Regions from separate parts of the Mus musculus genome. Here region 2 is linked to region 1. Evidence: chromatin contacts called from public Hi-C data. All regions are on one chromosome and are shown on one strand. The core of a region is the stretch at or near the end of the contact, and the rest is flanking DNA. Distances in the headings are between cores, read along the strand shown.

Region 1 (7,173 bases), core at 1,334-3,833:
ACACACATATGCACACACATGTATACACACCAGTCAGCATCTCTTGGGTTGCTCTAACAATCAGGGAAGGATGTGATAATAACTTTGGTTCAAGACAGAAAAAAAAAAAATGAAGTTGTATCCATAGCTCCATAGGAGACACAGCTGAGGTTTTCACTTTTCAGTACAAGGCTCCTGTTGAAACTTTCCTAATGGCTCCTGAGATAGAAGAGCCGATAATGACCTCGTTTTAAGAGAATAAGTTTGCAGCAGGCTCCCGGCCATTAAGAGCTTCCTGGGACATGTTTATCATTTGAGGAAGCAGCATGACCACATAGATCATTAAGGCTTGGTTTTCCAAGAAAGGAAACGGAGGCCCAGAGGACACCCTGGTGAGGCAGAGCCTGTTGTTTGACGGGTGCCTGTAACTGTGCTGCGCTCTAGCTGATTCCCTGAGGACAGTGAGCCCTGAATGAGTTCAAGAGGGCTGATCATTAAGGCCATTAACAAGTACCACCTACCCATCGACTTGAAAGAGAAGAGGCCTTGCCGAGGCAGCCTAAACAGGTCTCCTAAGTCCTCACTTCACTCTCGGGCTGGCCTTGGTACCTTCCATCTCTCTACAAGTCTTGTTTCTCCATTGTGCTTTGACTCTCCTACTCCTCGCCTGTTCCCTCCTCCAAAATGTTCTGTATCCAGCTGCCCCCATCTTTTGCCAGGAGAGTAGCAGGTTTTAGGTCTACAGGAAGAGGAGCCCAGCAGGTTGATCACAGCCGTAGACAGATGCTTGTGTGCCATCTTGGTCAGATTAAGACATGTTTAAGGCGTTAGTGGACTACACCTTTTGTTGTGGCTATTTCCAGAGACGATAACTGAGAGATTTCAACCCATCCTGAATAAGGACAGCCCATTCCAGGGTCAGGAGCCCTAAACCGAATAAAACAGAAAAGGAGAATGTGAACCAACACTGCTGCCTCTGTTTCTTGACCAGCAGGATCCTGCCACCAAGTCTGCCTGCCAGGAAGGGCTCCATCCCTCACCATGAGGTAAAACAAACCTCTGCTCCCTGGAGTTGCTTTGTTAGCAAGTATGTAGCCATGGCATTGAGAAGAAAACCATTGCAATGATCCACCAGGAAAGACGATGGAGGAGGAGACACCATCACCCCTGCTTAGCATGGAGTCTAGGGGGGGGGAATCTGCAATCATTTCAGGAAGTTTTGGGGGGATGTTGGAGGGGAGGGTGTGAGGTTAAACAGAAAAGAAGAGAAGAAACTAGTCCAAACATTTTTACTAAGGAAACTTGAAAGAGTCAACGATTTGCAAGTTAGAGACACACACAGAGTCAGAGACACAGAAAGATTAAGTATGGGCTTATGTCCTGGGTCATGTCTCTGACCTACACACAGTATTCACTTCTAAGGGATCATGGAAATGGGAACGTGGGTCAGATTAATTTTGCACTGTAAAACTTCATAAAGAATTCAAATAAAGGCAACTGGTGAGGTGGCCCAGTGGACAAAAGAGCTTGCAGACAAGTCTGGTGATCTGAGCTTCATCCCTGGAACTCCCATGGGCAGGAAGAAAGCCAAGTCCTGCAAGCTGTCCCTGTGACTTTCACGGGCATACTGTGGCATCAACCCGCAGGTGAGTACACCTGTGCTCGAGCGCTCTGGGGAGTATACACACACACACACACACACACACACTATACACATACACATCACAACACAGACACCACACACACATACACATACATACACAATAAACAAGTAGATAAATGTAAATTTTTTAAAAACTAAAAAAAAAAAGTCATGTGTCCCAGTTTCTAGCCCAACACATTTTTCTGTCAGATCTCCTAAAATGTTAGAAGTAAAGGTTATTTTTATTTTATATTACTATTATATCGAGACATGTTTTCTCTGTATAGTCCTGGCTGTCCTAGAGCTAGCTCTGTGGACCAGGCTGGCCTTGAACTAACAGAGATATGCTTGCCTTTGCCTCCAGAGTGCTGGAATTAAAAGCACATGCCACCACTGCCCATCTAGGTTTGGGTTGTTTGCTTGTTTGTTTGTTTGTTTGTTTGTCTGTCTGTCTGTTTTTAGAAGTGAAAGTTAAAGGAGCCCTTTAGCTGTGGGCTCCTGGGTGGTTACTGCAAACTGTTTAAACTGTGGCCACCGAGGAGGCAGAAGTGAGTGTTCTTGCACAGTTTCCTGCTGTGTTGACATGGTTTGTGAGCAGAGTTCTCTGAGCCTCGGTTGCCTCATCCACAAAACCCAGGTCAGAATGCTGTGAGTCCCCTACTGCATGCCAGGTACCAAGAGTAAGATTCAGTCAGAAACAGAGAAGAGGTGCAGGAACGTGCTGGGCTCCCAGTGCCCGTCCCCTGTGAGGCCTGTGAGGCCTGCTAACCCTCGGAAGGCCTTCCCTTGGCTCTATGGAACCGAGCCTTTAAAAAGGATCTCACTCCAAATTCCATTTCCAAAGAGCCTCATCTTCTCCGAAGCAGTTCCCACAAACACATTAGCACTGCCTGAGGACCGGGAATGGAGCTTTGGGCCCCAGTCAGGAGTCACATGCCTTCCCTCAGGGCAAAGAAAAGAGGCGCCTGGTGGGGCTGCATTCTTCTGAGCTCCCGCTGGCTTGGCAGCCCAGGTAGAGGCAGGTGGGGCCAGGGGTGTGGTGTGTGTTGGGGGAGGAGACGACAAGCTTCAGCCTTCCACTAGGCTGTTTCAAAGACAGCACTCTGGGTGGTGTCAAGAACCCGTGTGGTGTGTGTGTGTGTGTGTGTGTGTGTGTGTGTGTGTGTGTGTGTGTGTGTGGTGTATGTGTATGATGTCTATGCATATGGTGTGTGTATGATATCTATATGTATGGTGTTTGTGTGTGTGTCTATGAAGTCTTTGTGTATGGTGTGTCTGTATGATGTCTCTGTGTGTGTGTGTGTGTGTGTGTGTGTGTGTGTGTATGTGGTGTATGTGTATGATGTCTATGCATATGGTATGTGTATGATATCTATATGTATGGTGTTTGTGTGTGTGTCTATGGAGTCTTTGTGTATGGTGTGTCTGTATAATGTGTGTGTGTGTGCAACATCAGGTGTCTTCTTGTTATTGCTTATCACCTTATTTTTAATTTTAATTTCACTTTAACTATGTGAGTGGTTTACCCACATGCATGTCTATACACCAAGTGTGTGACTAGTCCCAGCAGAGGCCAGAAGAGAAATCAGATCTCCTGAAACTGGAGTTATAGATGGTTGTGAGTTATCATGTAAGTGCTGGGAACTGAACCTGGGTCTTCTTCTAAAAGCACAGCAAGTGTTCTTAATTGCTGAGCCATCTCTCCAGCCCGGTCTCCAGTTTCTCACTAATCAGGAACTCGGCTATTCAGCTAGTCTGACTGTGTGCAGGCACACAGTGCGGCATTCGTGTGTTTCACATAGGCGCAGGGCCACAGCCTCAGATGCTCATGCTTGCGCAGCGAGCACATTTCCAACTGGGCTGCCTCCCAGCCTTGTTTGACTTTTCATTTCTCATTGGTGTGCACTGCAGTTTTGCACACGATGTCCTCACAGTGCTTATGAATGCTGGAGTGTGCTTGCTTTCCTTGTTCTGTTGTTGTCTCATTTTGATTTTGAATAGTAGATATCAATAAGTATAGCCCATGCACACTAAAGCTCTCTAATGCCTGCAATAATTTGTAAGAGCTTTAAGGGGCATTGGAGCCAAGTGACTGTTGTGAAGAGACCCTTGCTCCATGGCTCCGTCAAAGAGCAACATTCCTGGTACAGGCCAGCACAATGCCTCTGGCAGCCACTTCTCAGGAAGGGGTCCTGGTTCCTCTTGCTTCTAGAACATTCTATATAAAAAACACCTGAGTGCAGGCTACCTGGATGAAACATGGAGAAACTGAGGCTGTCGGAGTAGAGTGATGAGTGTCCCGACTCAGGTGGCAGCTGCCAGGTAGAACAGTGACACAGGTGTGTCTATGTATATGGTGTGTGTGTCTGTGTGTATGATGTGTGTGCCTGTGTATACTGTGTGTGTGTGTGTATGGTGTATGTGTGTATGCGTATATGCGTGTGTCAATGTGTATGATGTGTGTGTATAATATGTGTGTATATGATGTGTGTGTCTATGTGTATGGTGTGTGTGTATATGATGTCTGTGTATGGTGTGTGTTTATGTGTATGGTATATGTGTGTATGGATGATGTCTATGTGTATATAGTTTGTGTGTATGATGTCTTTGTGTATGGTTTGTGTATATGAAACAGAGACTTGCTGGACATGCAGCCAGAGACATGCAGAAACAGAGGCTGGCTGGGGAGGCCATAGCTCAGGAAAACTGACCCTTGCCATTCACACATACAGTTCTTCTTTCTAGTGCATCAACCCCAGGTTAGAGCAGATTCTATGAGTCAGTCAAACCCTTCCCCGACCCCCTGCTGCTCCCACTTCTCAAGCCTTTCGCCTCCTCCAGTCTCCTCAAATTAATGATCCAACAGGAATGAAATTTGAATCATTTGTTCAATTTAAAGTTTTTCTAGTAGCTAGCTACATTTTCACAAATAGACAAAGTTAATCATTTCATAAATTAACTTAGTATTATACATCCAAAATACTACAAAATATATAGTTAATAAAAACATCAATAATGATTTTTTCTTAACAAATATTTAATTTTGTTTTTCTAGAATATCAAGTTTGGATGTGATATTTTTTGCTAAAAACTTGGTCTAAACACAGATGTTGTGAGTCTTATACTGGAAAAAGTAGATTCTCATTCCTAGGTTCAAACCATGCTCCAAACTGTTCCAGTAACTGAATCAAACATTTAAATATTCATTTTTAATTATAAAATTATTTAAGTATAACTTAAGAGTTGATCTCTTGGCTGCAGTGGTCACAGTTCCCTGGCTGAGCAGTCACATGTGGCCAGTAGCTGACAGCCTGGACAATGGGTGGGCAGGTGGTGCAAGCCCACGTCTTGTACTTAACTGGGTCCTCAAGCTCCACCCACCACTTAGAGTTAACGTCAGTGCTGTTTGCTGTAGTGGTTTGTGGTGCTAGAGAGCAAACCTGGGGCCCAAACTAGGCGAAAGCTCTGTCACAGTGTCACACCCTTCTCCCCACCACTAGCTGTTTTCCTTATTAAAATAAATATAAAAAGAAAACATCAAACTTTCATTATTTGAAATTCAAATACTAGAGAAATGTAAACAACAGAACACAAGATGTCACACGCTCCCTCCTTACAGGCAACTGCTGTCGACAGCTTGGTCCAGATTTTCCACACTTCTTTTCCCTATTATATCCTTACATTCTCTGTTATTAATTTTAATTTTTATAAAATGCGACGATTCTTTTTAGTCTTTGTTTCAGTTAAACACACATGCATCGGATAATGCCAGGAGGGGTAAACAGACTAATAAGATTTTGTTCTGTGAGACCCACACTCAACTAAAGCAATAAAATAAACCAAACCAGAGAACAAATGTTCGGAACTTCAAAGTTATGAACACTTTGAAGAAAATGAATAAAGACTAATGACCTGGGGGTGCGTTGAGAGAGTACAGTAAGTTGAGTTGAAAGTCCTCATGAGGTCATGATTAGGAATCGAGTTCCCCAAGACCCCAGCTCTTTATACCACCACAGTGGAAATCATCAGCACAGGGATTCTGAGCACAAGGTGAAAAGATCTGTCCTTGCTACCCCAGAAGCAGACTTTCTGTCTTCCTGGGATTTCTTCCCAAGACAGCAGTGTCCCCACAAGGCCTTCTGGGAGCAATGCCGGCTGTCATCCATTTTTATTACATCTGAGTAAGGTTCTAAAACATTTCTAATCCATAGGACAGCACACTTAATTACTTCCCCCACTGAAGAACACCTGGGTCATCTCTCCATTCTCTGCAAGCCACAAACCATGCTGTGTGGACTGTTTGATGCTGAGGTCCTGTATTCAAGAGTGTGTGTTCTTACACCGATGTTGACATCTCCGAATGGACGAAGATGTACTTCAGACATGGATCATGAGACCCTTGAGTGTTCAATAGGCCCTGATGCACCAAAAATAAAAGAGAAATAAGGATTAAAAGTCTATAACCAGCCGGGCTGTGGTGGCGAAAGCCTTTAATCCCAGCACTTAGGAGGCAGAGGCAGGCAGATTTCTGAGTTCGAGGCCAGACTGGTCTACAGAGTGAGTTCCAGGTCAGCCAGGACTATACAGAGAAATCCTGTCTTGAAAAACAAAACAAAACAAAAAAAGTCTATAACTGTTGGAATCAAACAGGTGAAAATGTTATTGTTGAGTTCCAATTTGTTTATTTAATTACTCACACATTTGGTCACTATCTCTGTGCTTTTAAATCCTTTGTATTTCTTCTCCCAGCCTCTTCAGCTTTCTGTGCTGTGTCCCCTTTATTCCTACTGAGTTGTTAGTCCGTTCCTAATAAAATTGTAAAACCACACACACACATATACCCCAGTACTAAGATGGCAGAGACAGGTAGCCTGGTCCACATGGTGAGTTATAGGACAGTCAGAGTTACATGATGAGTTTTACACACACACACACACACACACACACACACACACACACACACACACAAGGAGGCCATACCACACTTTGAACAGTGTCAGTTCTGGATTGCTGGGGCCTAGAACCTTAGGGACAGCATCTACTCCAGCCACCTAGTCCCCTGTGCATCTGGAACAGCCTTTTCCACAGTGTGAGCGTACATTGTCCTCCCATAACTGCAGAGGGCACATTACAGAATAAATCTCTCCATAAGACCCCAATGTCCTTCCAGGCCCCATCGCCCAGCCAATGTGCACTGATATTATTTTCAAACCTCTTTTGAAAATTCTGGATTGAAATGTGCCCTTCTTCCAGTTTTTTTTCCTACATGTTGAAAAGGTGGCAGACAGAAAGAAATGGTTTCACCACCTAAAATTTAACCACCCCTTTCTCCAGGGCTCCAATTAAGTAACATCAGCTGTCACAATTTGAACATCTTTGGGTGTCTTCAGAATCCGAATTTTTACACCCTGGATAAGCTTTCCTATGCGTATGCTGCCTTGACAGTGTTACTTCTTATCTGAGCTTATCCCTCCTTCCTTCCTACTGCCTCCACAGCTTTAACCTCAAATCCTAAAGCCCAATACCTAAAATGGGTCTCTTACCCAATCCCT
Region 2 (7,173 bases), core at 2,247-4,746, 380 kb before region 1:
CAGGCAATGGTCCCAAGCCTTGGGTAGAGAGACATTCTGCACTGTACTGGCTAAATATGAGGGGCACTTGGGCATTTCTGTCCCCATAGTGCATCGAGAGATGTTCTTTGTCTTCAAGTCACTATGTCCATCAGTGTACCCAAGGGAGTGAGTAGAGGCCATCTGAGAGTTAGGCTGTCAGGGAACCTTACTTTTTAGGAAAAAAGTTGCAAAAGCTAAAGACAAGTGGATTGGCATACTTATACAACCACTAGATGGCAATTTGGGCTTTCTGTTGCCACTGTTGACACCAATGTTGAAAATGTTTGGAATTTTTGAAACTTGATTAAGCGTATAAATGATCTCCACGCCCCCATCCAACTGGGGGCTTTGCGATCACAAGGCTCATTTGGAATTAGAATTATTCATCTTATCTAGGCCAGTGAAGGTGAAGAGTAACCATTTCTGAGCCTTTGTGAATTCATCTGCAAAATGGGGTGATTGGGCAGCTAGACATTCTTTCTGACAAATGTGCCTCCTCAAAGTGCTACCCACATGCAATCTTCCAAATTCTTACTCAGGAAATGCCAACCTTTTGAGGATCTATGAGGTACCCACACAAACACACACACACTTTATGAACGGTTGCTAATTATTTAACTCCTTTTTACAATCTGATTATGACCTTGGATGAGGAAACTGAGGCCTGGAGAAGTGACATAACTCGCTTCGCTGCCCAACGGCTAGCCTGAAATGCTCTGAAATCCAAGAGTGTATGTTGTTACAGTCCTCCCTTTCGTTGGCTGAGAAAAATCGATTTGAAAACGATGTTGCTTTTGAAATACAAACCCACTTTGTAAATCTAAAACCTTTGGTCCTATAAGAGAAGTAGATTTCCATTCTGTTTTGTTAAATATAGGATCTACCTGGATCTATCCAGATTTTGTTATTAGATATGTCTTTGTGAGGCTTTTCCAGGAGCCTGCCTCCCAGTTCCACATGTGGCTAACCAGCAGGCTCCATGTTCTGTCAGTCTCATGATTTCTCAAGCACAGTGTCTTTTCAAGACTGTACCGAATAGATTACATCAAGTAATCCCCAGGGGAATTTTCAAGGTCAGATCTGGTATTATCTGCGGGTGTGGGGCCATAATCTAACATAGAGTCTAATGTTAGAGGGGGTGGTCCTACCCAGAAGGTTTTTCTCTACCACTTAGCAGCTGAACTAAAGAAATACCACATTCTCCCCTGCCCTTGTGTGTGTGTGTGTGTGTGTGTGTGTGTAGCCAGTACATTTATGTTCACTTCTAACCAGTGTCTTGTTCATAAGAGTGGCTGTATTATATACTGTTTCAGGCTCTAACTGGGAAATGCCTTGATGCACACAGAGGTACCTTTAGGTAACTTCCTTTTCAATAACTATAAGGTTAGGAGAACTCACTAATAATACTTGTTCAGACGGCAGAGGGCAGTACAGCATCAGTTTATACGCCCCGTCAGTCAATGCAGCTGTGTTGGTTGTGAGCCTAGCTGAGCCACTTCTATAACCAGTCCCAGGCACTTACTCGGGCACTTTGAGCTCTGCATTAATCCCTACCCACTATAACACAAAGCAGTGCACATCTGTCTGCTCCAGGAGCTAGGAGGACAGCAGAAGTGTGGGCCACAGGCTGAGGATTCCCACCCCTTACCTATCTGTACTGGGCTGTTTTCTTTTTTAAAGAGCCCAACACTGTTTTACGTAAGCTTCAGGGATTTTTCTGAGAAAAGGTATGTGGCTCTCTAACATAAGAGGATTCACTAGCAAGGATACAACCTTACCATTATTTTTAACAAAATCAATTGCAGGGAGATGGTCTCTCTGGTTTTGCAAAAGAAACTCAAATGAAGGAAAACAGGAAGGATAAAGTGAAAGGAGCTGACAGCTGTTTCCCACTCTTAGCCATGACCCTGAGTAAATGCAAGCACTTAACAAATATTGACTAAGGCAGAGTAATATCTGCCCCTTAAAAGGGAAACAGGAAAGACTTTAATTAAGCCCAGTATGATGAAGCACACAGAACCAGATGGAGTGTTAGGAGTTCAAGGCCAGCCTGGTCTCCATAGTGAGTTCCGGACCAGCCAATGCTTCACAGTGAGACTCTGTCTCATGAGAAGAAAGAAAAAAATTTAGAAATTATTATAATTATCAAATTAATAAACAGGTTCTGTTAAGACTCCATTGCAAGATGGCAGTTTTAGAGGATTTAATTTTGTTTTATTAACCAAAACGATTGTTGTCCAGTAATGACTGTTTTATTTTTTTTAATAGCTTTTATTTTAGATTACAATATAATTATATTATTTCCCCCATTCTTTTCTTCCCTCCAAACTCTCTCACAAATCCTCCCTTGCTCTATTGTAGCCTATTTATTTATGTATTTATTTATTTTGGGTTTTTCGAGACAGGGTTTCACTGTATTGCCCTGCTGTACTGGAACTCACTCTGTAGACCAGGCTGGCCTCGAACTCAGAAATCTGCCTACCCCTGCCTCCCAAGTGCTGGGATTAAGGGCGTGTGCCACCACTGCCTGGCAACATTTAGCCTTTCTTATGGTTCCTCTAGCCTAATTGTTAGGAGTGAAACTAAAATTTACTTCATTAGGCATGAAAAAGTACCCAACTTTCCAATTGGCTTTTGCTGTTGCAAACATTTATCAAGGTTGGCTTTTAGGCTAGGGAGATTTTAAGTGTCTAGTCCTTATGCAACTGTTCTTCAGAACTGAGTGTGTTATAGCCCTAGGCCTCACAGACCTCCAGAGGTGGGGGTGTGGGTTTGTTCCTTTTTATGCATGTTGATATCTGGCATGGCTAGATAGATGACAGTGATAAGATTCCCAGAATCTATAAAGCTTCTGCATGACTCCCAGTGTTTTCTTTCTATGTAGTAGAAAGAAACCATCTTGTAGGTTGTATTTTAGGCCATTACCCTACAGTCTTGGGGTTGTGGGTTTGTTTTGTGTTGTGTTGTGTTGTGTTTGTTTGGTTTTCGTTTTGACAGGGTCTCACTTTGTAGCTATCCTGGAACTCATTATTTAGACCAAGCTGACCTGGAACTCACAGAAATTCTCCTGCCTCTGCCTCTGACTCCTGGGTGCTGGGATTGAAGGCACTGTGTTTTAGGATAAACACTTGTACAATAACTTTACTGTGGCTGAGGCATCTAGAGGAAGTGAGGAGTCCTTACAGGTGATAGGAGCATCTGAGGTGTGTGAAAGGCTGCCCTGCAGCTAAGCCTGCCTCATGATGACCTCTGGGCCCACACATCTCCTGGCCTTTCATTCCCGCTCACCTAAGTCCTGGAGCAGCGTGTGAGATGATGATTGGAGTGGCCAGGTGCGTGGCTGCTGTTTGGATCTGGGTCATGAGGAAAGGGAAGTCACTGGTATCTCCTCCTCCCTCAGAGGCAGGTCTGAAGTAATGAGTGTGCCTCAGACAGCACTTCCTGTTTCAGAAGAGCACTAGGCCAGGCCCTTCCCTGGGACTGCAAACGATAGCTCTCTCCTCCTCTGGCCACTGATAAGAGACCTGCCTCAGGACGGTGTGTATCTTGAGTCCGGGAGATCACGAGTACAGGCTTACCAAACAGAATCAACCCTTGGGTCCATGCTAAGCCTTACTAGTGTATACCATGAGTGAAAGGAGCAAGCAGACAGGCATCCTGGGTTCAGCCTACTGTGAGGCCTAAATCACATGGGTTTCTACTTCGATGCCTCAGATTCAGTCATAAACATGGCCTGACTCTACCTGTATCAGTGTTACAGTAAGTGTGGGGAGCTTGTTTCACGAGAAAGCCGGGCAGCAGGTAGAGAGCATCCGTTTTTGCCTCTCCCCACTCATTCTTTCCTAATAGAATCCTAGGTTTGTCAGATGTCTGTTCTCTGAATGGACACAGTGTCCTTCAGGCTCCAGGCTCAAAGGAGCAGGTCCAGGAACTGGTTTGTCGTGTAATGACATGTGACAAGAAATGGCTTTTGGGATATTTCCTCATTTCTGAGGAAGATGCACAAGAAGATAGCCTGGCATTTCTGTGATGTCTGGAACTGGAGAAGCCACAGAATCTAGAAGCAGTTGAGTTCACTGATTAAGCTCAGGAGCTCTTCTTAGTTTATATGTTAATAAACATTTTTTTTTATTGGTTTCTCTGAGCTAGATTTTGGGTTACTTAGAGGGGAAAGGATCCTGTACTATAAACAGGCAAGGATTGGCTCACAAGCAAAATATGTAGAAAGAACAAACAGCTTTGCCATCTTTGGACCATTTAACATGGATGGTGCAATAGAAGAGACAGCTCAGTTCTTGGACACCTGCCTTCACTCTCATAGGGGGCACACGAGAACATTTTCATCTCTTCAATCTCCAATAAATAAATATATATATTTTACTCCAAAGATCAGTATTAAGGACAGTAGACTATCTATACAATTTTGCTCTACTGCCCCAATTTATAAGAAATGATACTGTTTCAGGGTGTGGGTGTCTTTTCTCGCTTCCTATTCCTCTTGGCATATTTGTGAGCAGAGGGCAGATGGTTAGGGATAGAGAAGAGCTTGTGAAGAAAGGCTTTATGAAAGGTGTATCTGCGTAAGTCTTCCTACCTCCTCAGCTGTCGGGTGCTTCTCAGCTGTTATTCTCCAGTGTGTGTGTGTGTGTGTGTGTGTGTGTGTGTGTGTGTGTGTGTGTGTGTATGTGTGTGTAAATTATTAAAGAGTTGCCTGAAGAACTCTTTTACTTTGTTTGTTTTTCTGATAGAGCTTCTCTATGTAGCCCAAGATGATTTTTATATAGTATCAAATGTTGCATGAGATAGATCTGTTACGTTCTAACTAAAGAAATCATACAATTTCATCTCTGTTCCTTGGGGTTCCACTATGCAAACCCAGGTGACCTTGAACTCGGAGTCCTTCCTCCTCCACTTCCTGGAACTAGGATTATAGAATACCTCACGATGACAGCCCTATGAGATCCTTTAGTTCAATTCCTTTCTACACTGACACAATTCTCTTTCTTTGCTATGTCTAGAAGGGAGGAAAAAAAAAACACCGCTTCTAATGTCCCTTCTCATCTTTTGTTGTGCAAAGAATAATGTTTTGTTTTGTTAAAGTTGTATAGGAGAGACTTCTCCCAGTCATGCCCATGCCTGGCATGGTGGTGCTGCCTGCAGTCCAAGTAATTGGGAAGCAAAGGCGGAAGGATCAGGAGATCAGGGTCATACGTGATGATATAGGAAGTTCGGGGCTAGCCTGGGCTATGTGAGAACCCTCACTCAAACAACAAAACAAAACAAAACAACAGCTAAAGTAGGCGCATTATTCTCATACAGGGCTTCCTTTCGGGTATTACCTCCCTGATTTGCACTTTTCCGAATCCTAAAACATTCTCCCATTTGTCTCTTTACCCTTGGTATACTGTAGAAATTCTCAGAAGATTCCATTGCTCCTGTGAAACGTGAGGCATTGAGTTGCTACTTCTCTTCCCACCTCACTGGTAGTTTTCATTAAAAGCAGAAATCTTCCTCTACTTTATTCAGCCTCAACCATATGATTGGGGGGGGGGGGGCAGGGAGTCTATAAATGCTTGTTTTAATTTCAATGCTTTGGTAATTCAAAATGGCTTAAAGAATAGGGTATTTCTAACACAAAAGCTCAGAGATAAAACTGGTATTGGACCGAGTAAGTCAGCAGTGCATCAATATGTTTAGATTCCAGTTGCTCTTGTGTGTTTGTTCTGCTTTCTTTTCGGTCATTTCTCTGCCTATTTCCCTGAATGGTCCCAAGTCACCACCACCTGCAGGGAGAGGGCTTGTTTCTTCCTGTGGACTTTTTAAACAGAGGACTTTCCTAGTCCTTTAGCATCCACCCTTCATCCCTCGGATCGGAATCATACCATGGTGACTATGAACGCTTTTCAGGTACACAGACATAAAACAATGTTATAACATCCGGTAAGAGATATGCCCAAATTAATGACAGGGTAAAAGGACCAAAACTCAAGGATCTGACCTCATGGGTGACCGCTTCAGTTGGATATGGCTTCTGAAGTGCATGATGGGTAGGTGGTTGAACAAATTAGTGTTCCAAGCCAAGAAAATGTAGGGGGAGAAGATGGCAGGGGGCAGCTAAAGGAAATAGATTCGGGGTAGGCACCTTCAGTGTTAGAACACCTTCCCTGCCTTCATTTCCTCCCGTGCATTTAAGTCTGATTTCATAGCCCTGGGAACAGTAACTTCCTGGCAGAACCTGTCAGGTGTGGCTGACCATTGGACACTGGGACATGAAATTGTCATCTACAGAGTTTATGCTCAAGAATGGTACAATTGAGCTACAATAATAAGTCCCATAAAACCTCATCATGTTTTAAGTTAAGTTTATGGCATTGTGCCACAGGTTGGACAGTCCTGGTAGATCTCTTTGCTAGCTGGGATTCAGTGTCCACTTTCCTTCCAGCGTTACTGAAATATATGAATTCCTTTGTCGCTTCATTTTAGTTTGTTTGCTTTATAGTTTTGTTTGTTTGTTTGTTGTTCTGCTTAGACAAGGTCTTGCTCTGTAGCCCATGCACAGCCATCCTCCTGTGTGCTGGGAGGGTAGGCATGAGTCATACCATTTGGCTGGTTTTGTTGTTTTTTTTAGCAATAATGATAGGAAAGCAATGAGAAACTGCAAACCAAAATGGTATGCCCCACACCAAAATCCCCCGTCCACCGCAGGTCTGTGTGCCTGGCCATTCTAATTTGTTTCTCAAAGGTGTCAAGGAATTCCCTGAGCTACATGGTGACATCATCAAGGCTTACACTGTGCTGTAAGAGCACCGGATTATTTATGACGGTGTCTTTAAGACTCTCCTGTTTTCAGGACTCTTGATAATCATTAATGTCACCATTTCCATCCTTTCTAGAGCTTTCCTTGTACCCGATGGAAGCCAAGGGGAGCCCCAGGAGTTAACACTGCATGGTGGTGAACTACAGTTATCTGACACCCCCAGTGAGGTGCCTGGCCCTTCATCTACGGAGTCTGCAATGTTAAAAAAGGTAATGTTTCATTTCATTTTCTTTTCTTTCTTTGGTTGTTTGAGACAGGGTTTCTCTGTATGGCCTGGCTGTCCGGGGACTCCCTCTATAGGCCAGGATGGAGTCAAACCCAGAGTTCCCCCTGCC

What was found. A called contact is a pair of places that touch in the nucleus more often than the background predicts.
Region 2: a contact with region 1 is called in a Hi-C map of neutrophils, with 7 times the contacts expected there. The contact joins two enhancer-like sites. A contact is called at or near these places in 1 of 15 datasets of contacts at CTCF or cohesin (the NIH/3T3 cell line), 3 of 484 Hi-C or Micro-C datasets (epidermal suprabasal cells, neutrophils and pancreatic cancer cells) and 2 of 115 datasets of contacts at active chromatin or transcription factors (the NIH/3T3 cell line and embryonic stem cells).

Annotation. Positions count from the first base shown.
Region 1 is chr10:43,679,866-43,687,038 of GRCm38.p6, reverse strand. It overlaps Gm40632 (a long non-coding RNA gene), which reads right to left. Exons shown (of 3, transcript XR_871613.2): 3 at 4,189-6,038. Among named protein-coding and RNA genes, the nearest start is that of Gm40632, 7.7 kb to the right of the region's middle. Within about 2 kb of position 2,583, at least 63 of the 459 cell types and tissues checked have an H3K27ac peak or open chromatin away from gene starts, as enhancers often do. A contact at or near this core is called in neutrophils, where this site is marked.
Region 2 is chr10:44,065,599-44,072,771 of GRCm38.p6, reverse strand. It overlaps Crybg1 (crystallin beta-gamma domain containing 1), which reads left to right. Exons shown (of 22, transcript NM_001368305.1): 2 at 6,915-7,047. Among named protein-coding and RNA genes, the nearest start is that of Crybg1, 80 kb to the left of the region's middle. Within about 2 kb of position 3,496, at least 102 of the 459 cell types and tissues checked have an H3K27ac peak or open chromatin away from gene starts, as enhancers often do. A contact at or near this core is called in neutrophils, where this site is marked.